Linked DNA regions of Sus scrofa: region 1 is linked to region 2. Evidence: chromatin contacts called from public promoter capture Hi-C data. All regions are on one chromosome and are shown on one strand. The core of a region is the stretch at or near the end of the contact, and the rest is flanking DNA. Distances in the headings are between cores, read along the strand shown. Region 1 holds the start of DUSP2 (dual specificity protein phosphatase 2). Region 2 holds the start of NEURL3 (E3 ubiquitin-protein ligase NEURL3).

What was found. Promoter capture Hi-C pulls out the DNA fragments that hold promoters and counts their contacts.
Region 1: a contact with region 2 is called in a promoter capture Hi-C map of fetal liver, with 4 times the contacts expected there. The contact joins the promoter of DUSP2 here to the promoter of NEURL3 in region 2. A contact is called at or near these places in 2 of 5 promoter capture datasets (fetal liver and liver), 9 of 47 Hi-C or Micro-C datasets (alveolar macrophages, embryonic fibroblasts, fetal skeletal muscle and 6 more) and 1 of 2 datasets of contacts at active chromatin or transcription factors (alveolar macrophages).

The regions. Positions count from the first base shown.
Region 1 is chr3:47,051,026-47,053,725 of Sscrofa11.1, forward strand. DUSP2 (dual specificity protein phosphatase 2) reads left to right here and starts at 1,418. Exons shown (of 4, transcript XM_021087101.1): 1 at 1,418-1,916; 2 at 2,014-2,126; 3 at 2,550-2,700. The coding sequence starts at 1,529.
Region 2 is chr3:46,740,209-46,742,908 of Sscrofa11.1, forward strand. NEURL3 (E3 ubiquitin-protein ligase NEURL3) reads left to right here and starts at 1,428. Exons shown (of 4, transcript XM_003124839.5): 1 at 1,428-2,700.

The DNA of each region.
Region 1 (2,700 bases), core at 168-2,667, 310 kb after region 2:
AGCCAAGGGGAAGGCTTGGGGCTTGGGGCTCAAAGACAGTCTGAACATAAGAGTCTGCAGCATAGGGAGGGTCTTTTTTTTTTTTTTTTCTTTTTTCTTTTTAGGGGCGCACCTGTAGTGTATGCCAGTTCCCAGGCTAGGAGTCAAATGGGAGCTGCTGCTGCTTATGGATACTAGTTGGGTCTCCAGGAGGGCCTTAGGCCCCAGGGTAATGACTGGAGGGAGGGAGAGGGGCCTAGGGGTTTGGGTTCTGAAATCCCATGCAGCTAGATGGGGGTGGGGGCGCTCCCACTCCAGGGTACTGTCCCCACAGACCTGAATGTCTCTGCTTCAGAGTTCAACTGCCAACATCTCTAGCCCCAGCCCAGGGGCCCAGACCCCCACGCACACCTGGGACTCACCACATCCGCCTCAGGGGTGGGGGCGGGCTGAAGGGATGTGGATTCCCTTGCTCCCCCAGTCTTACTGCTCATCTCCAGGCTTGGGTCCCTGCGTCCAGGGCCCCTGCTGCAGGTCTAGGTGGGGCTGAGTGGGAGTGGCGGGGGAGGGCGGGGGAGGCAGATTCTGGTAGTTCTTCTCTCTCTTTCCCTTGGTGAGGCTCCTGAAATTCCCACAAGGCCTCAGGGAGAGCCCAGCAGCGTCAGCAGAGTTCCCCTTCAGAGCTGGCCTGTGACTTGGGGAAGTGCTTCACCCTTGGCCCCTGGAGTTTCCCTGGGCTTCAGAGGAGGAAGCCTTGCTCTACCAACTGGAAAGTCGTCACAGGCTCCCCTGCCCGCTCCAGGCCAAGGCCCTGGGGGTCCTCTTCATGCCATGCCAGGGTCTTGGGCTCAGAGGACAACGTTCTGGCCTAGCTTGGCCACTGAGCAGCTGCAAAACCCCTGGCTGGTCTCAGCCAGGAAATGGGGGGTGGGGGAATAGAGTCCCTCCCTACCAGGGTCTTTTAAGCAGAAGAGAAGAGGCACATCAAGACATGGTTCCCCATCCAGCAGTGTGGAAACCACCCGTGGCAACAGACAGATGTAAACTTTTGTTGTCACAGATTCCCAGGAGAAGGTAAATCCTGGGAGGGAGGAGGGAGAAGGGAGAGGAAGCGAAGCGAGGGGCACCACGGCCCCCTGAGGAGGGGGATGTGCATCTGAGAAGTCGAGAAGTCAGGTCAGAGGGTTAGGGCGCTCAGGAAGAGCCCTGGGGCGCCTAGGTGGGAAGGGGGCGTCTGGGGAAACACCCTCCGTGCTGGTCCCGGGCTTCCTCTCCCACCGCAGCGCCCCGCCCCCGTCCCAGTCCCCCAGCCCGCTCCAATCCTGGGCCCGCCCAGGCTGCACCCCGCGTGAGACGGCGGGGGCGGCGCGGGCGCCTTCCTGCTCTGCCCTTGTATGGTGACCCGGGAGGCCGGCCCACAGCTACTTAAGCCAGGGCACTGCAGTCAGAGCCCGGAACAGACGGTTCAGGCAGCGCGGCCGCCGCGAGAGCCCGGAGCGCGCACGGGGAGGGAGGAAGGAGAAGAGAGGGAGGAGGGGAGACGGACAACATGGGGCTGGAGGCGGCGCGCGAGCTGGACTGCGCGGCGCTGGGCGCGCTCCTGCGGGAGCCGCGGGAGGCCGAGCGCACGCTGCTGCTCGATTGCCGCCCCTTCTTGGCCTTCTGTCGCCGCCACGTGCGCACCGCACGGCCGGTGCCCTGGAACGCGCTGCTGCGGCGCCGCGCGAGCGGCTCGCCCGCCTCCGCCCTCGCCTGCCTGCTGCCCGACCGCGCGCTGCGGGCGCGCCTGGCCCGCGGGGAGCTGGCGCGGGCCGTGGTGCTGGATGAAGGCAGCGCCTCGGTGGCCGAGCTCCCGCCCGACGGTCCAGCCCACGCTCTGCTCGCCGCGCTCCTGCACGAGACCCGCGCCGGGCCCACCCTTGTGTACTTCCTGCCAGGTGAGTGCCGGCCGGCCAGCGTTCCCCGCCCTCGGCTGCCGCGTCCCCGAACCCCGACGGGCCCTCCCGGCTAACCGTGTCCTGATCCAACTTGCAGGAGGCTTCGATGGCTTCCAGGCCTGCTGCCCCGATCTGTGCTCTGAGTCCCCCGCCCTGCCAATGCTGCCCGAAAACAGCCGCCCCGACCCCAGGGCTCCCTTGTATGACCAGGTGAGTTGAGATCGGGGTTCCTTGTCAATGTCCCGCTGACCCCAAGGGTAGGCGCCTCTGGGGAAAGAGTCTGCCATTTGTGGGAGCAGGAGTTTGTCTATGCCCACAGTCACCTGTGTATGTGTGTCCTCACCCCTAAAGGGGAGAACACCTTTGTGTATGCCTTACTTGCTCGTGAGCATCTCGGAGAGTCTGTGTCTGTCCTATGAGCAGCGTAATTTGGGGGCTTGGGGGGAAATGTCTGTCTGTGAGTGTATATCTCTGCGTGTCCCCATGTCTGATTCCCGGTTAGGACTGGCTAAGGGTTTCTCTTCCCTGGCCGGTTTGCCACGGTGTCTATGCCCAACAACCACCCACCGCGGTGCTCCAGCCCTCTAGGCCAGAGCTGAGTTCTCACCGCTGCCTCTGCCTCTTCTTCTCCAGGGTGGCCCTGTGGAGATCTTGCCCTACCTGTTCCTGGGCAGCTGCAGCCACTCATCTGACCTGCAGGGGCTGCAGGCCTGTGGCATCACTGCGGTCCTCAATGTCTCGGCCAGCTGCCCCAACCACTTTGAGGGCCTGCTGCGCTACAAAA
Region 2 (2,700 bases), core at 178-2,677:
GACCGCAGCCAGCAGGGGCCGCCTCAATCACCGTCCAGAAGCTTCCCTCCTCTCAGAGGGCCTTCCTGGGACAAACGTTTACAACAGCCTTGCTGCCAAGCGCGGGGGTGGCCTGGAGGGGAGGGAAGGGCTCAGTCTTCATCCTGAGGTGGCAACCAGTCAGCCACTATCCATAAAGCCCCCACTAGTGTCAGTCGAATGGGGAAGATGTTAGTGGCAGCTAAACGTCCCAAGGGGCCATCGGTGGCCTGAGTGAGGATGGTGGGGGACGCACAGCCTGGCACTTAAGGCATCACCTCTGAAGCCAGCCTGCCTGGGCACGCCCTGGTCTGTCACTTACTGCCTTGTGATTGTGAATAAATTGCTCACCCCTTTGTGCCCCAGTTTCCCCATTTGTAAAATGATAATTATTACAATACATAGAACTTTTCAAGAAGTTCCTGCAAGGATTAGCAAGTTAATGCGGCACTGGACTTAGCAGTGTTTGTTGAATCAATAGACATGGGAGTTGTGTGACGGGGGTGGGGGGTGGGGTGGCCTGGGCACCCCCATCCCCTGGATGTCAGTCCTGAGGCAGTATTTCAGTTCTCAGGACACCCACCCAGCTGAGGTCCTAAAGATGAGACCATACCACCCCAGCCTGCTGACACTGGGCAGCCTGATGTCCAGAACTTGTGCAGTAATTTTCCAGATGGGCTGAGGCTCAAGGCCTGACTTCCCTGATAAGATTCCATAATTATCTCTTTTATAGGAATGTGGTTTATCAACAAGGTGCTCTTGCTCCAACCCACCCAAGGCAGGCAGCCAGCCATACGGGGTTGGGGGGGGAGGTAGGGAAGGCAGGCTCTCTGGCTCCAGCACTGCCCAGAGATAAGGGGATGCCCCTAGCCCTGGTCCCATAGGCTGGGCCAGCCGGAAGCACCAACCGTGGACTTACTGTGATTGCTGTTGACTTCTCAACAGTTTGCCTTTGACCTTTGGGAGACTGTTTCTGGAGAGCCTGGCAGGGGGCTCGGTGTTCAAGAGAAGGTCACTGGACCTTCAGCAACATCTTCTGAAGTCAACTGGGAAGCAGCTGTCCCTTCTCTGTCAACACGACCACAGTCTTGGCCCATTGGGACTGGAAGGGGCCCACAGAGCAGCTCATCCTGGTTTTCTGTTTTCTCTCTCTCTTTAGGGCTGCACTTGCAGCATGTGGAAGTTCCCAGGCTAGGAGCTGAATCAGAGCTGCAGCTGCTGGCCTATACCACAGCCATAACAACACAGGATCCAAGCCACGTCTGCAACCTATACCACAACTCACGGCAACACCAGATCCTTAACCCCCTGATTGAGGCCAGAGGTGAAACCTGAATCCTCATCGATACTAGTCGGGTTTGTTACTGCTAAGCCACAATGGGAACTCCCTCTTTTCCTGTTTTACTCATGAGGACACCAGAGCCCAGGGAGGGTAAAGGAGGACAAATTAACACCAGGGGCAGAACTCTAGCTTCCCCCATCCTTCCCCCTACCTCAGCCAAACTTCTCAGCCCAGGCAATAGCACCACTGTCCCCAGCAACTCCAGGGCTATGCATGGAGCACATCTACCTTGTTAAAGCCAGTTCAGAGTAGTCAGTGGTCAGGCCTTGATCTGGGGCCTTGGGAAGGCCTTAGCCTGGAGGTCAAGGGCCAGGGTACCTGTAAGCCTCCAAACTAACTTTTAGGGCTTATCATCTAAAGTTGGGTTCACAGATCCACCTTGTTAGAAAAGCAGAATCCAGAGGTTCCACTGTGGCTCACGGGGTTAAGAACACAGTGTGTTCTCTGTGAGGATGCAGGTTCCATCCTGGACCTCACTCAGTGGGTTAAGGATCTGGCGTTGCAGTGAGCTGTGTTGTAGGTCGCAGATGCAGCTCAGATCAGGTGTTTCTGTGGCTGTGGCCTCAGCTGCACCTCCAATTTGAGCCCTCAACTGGGAACTTCCATGAAAAGCAGAATCCCAGATGCCCCTTTTGAATCAATCTGCATCTTAATAAGGTGCCTGGAGGTAGGTTCCCATGCATGTGGCAATGCGAGAAGTGCTAGGTTAGAGCTAGTGATTAGGGCCACTCTCCTGTCACCAGCCTCAGTTTCTCTAAGGGAAACTCTCTGACCTCTTTGCCATGACCTCCTGCGGGACGCTGCGATTCTGGGAAGAGGACTTCCAGCTCCAGCTAGGCTGGGGAGCAGTCCACCCCTCTCCCATTTTGTCTGCTTGGCCCTCCTCCTCTGCCAGAGACCCAGGCTTGGGGAAGCGTCCCAGATCCTGGGATGCAGCTAATTCAATTCGATCCCCTTCAGCAACAGTGTGGCTCCTGTGTGCTGGGGTCAATTGCAGTGAATCCCTACACTGGACATTAGAATCCTCTGGGGTGCTTTTAGAAAATATTGATGCTGGCCCCACCCCAGGCCACTGGGATCTCTGGGGGCAGGGGCAGAGGTCTGGGGGCAATTGAGGTCTCGGGGGGCAGGTCTGGGTACAGGTACTTATGATAATGCCCCAGCAGTGATAATGCAAATCTGGGTTGAGAACAATGGCTCAGAAGGAAGAGAGAAGTCTACCGCCAGATCCTTTGCAGGCCATCTGCTCAGTCCCCACTTCCTCCGGGACAGCCAGCTGCAGCAGGCCTGTTGCAAGGCAAAAGTCATCAGGAAATTCCCTGGATATTGTAACCCGTGAT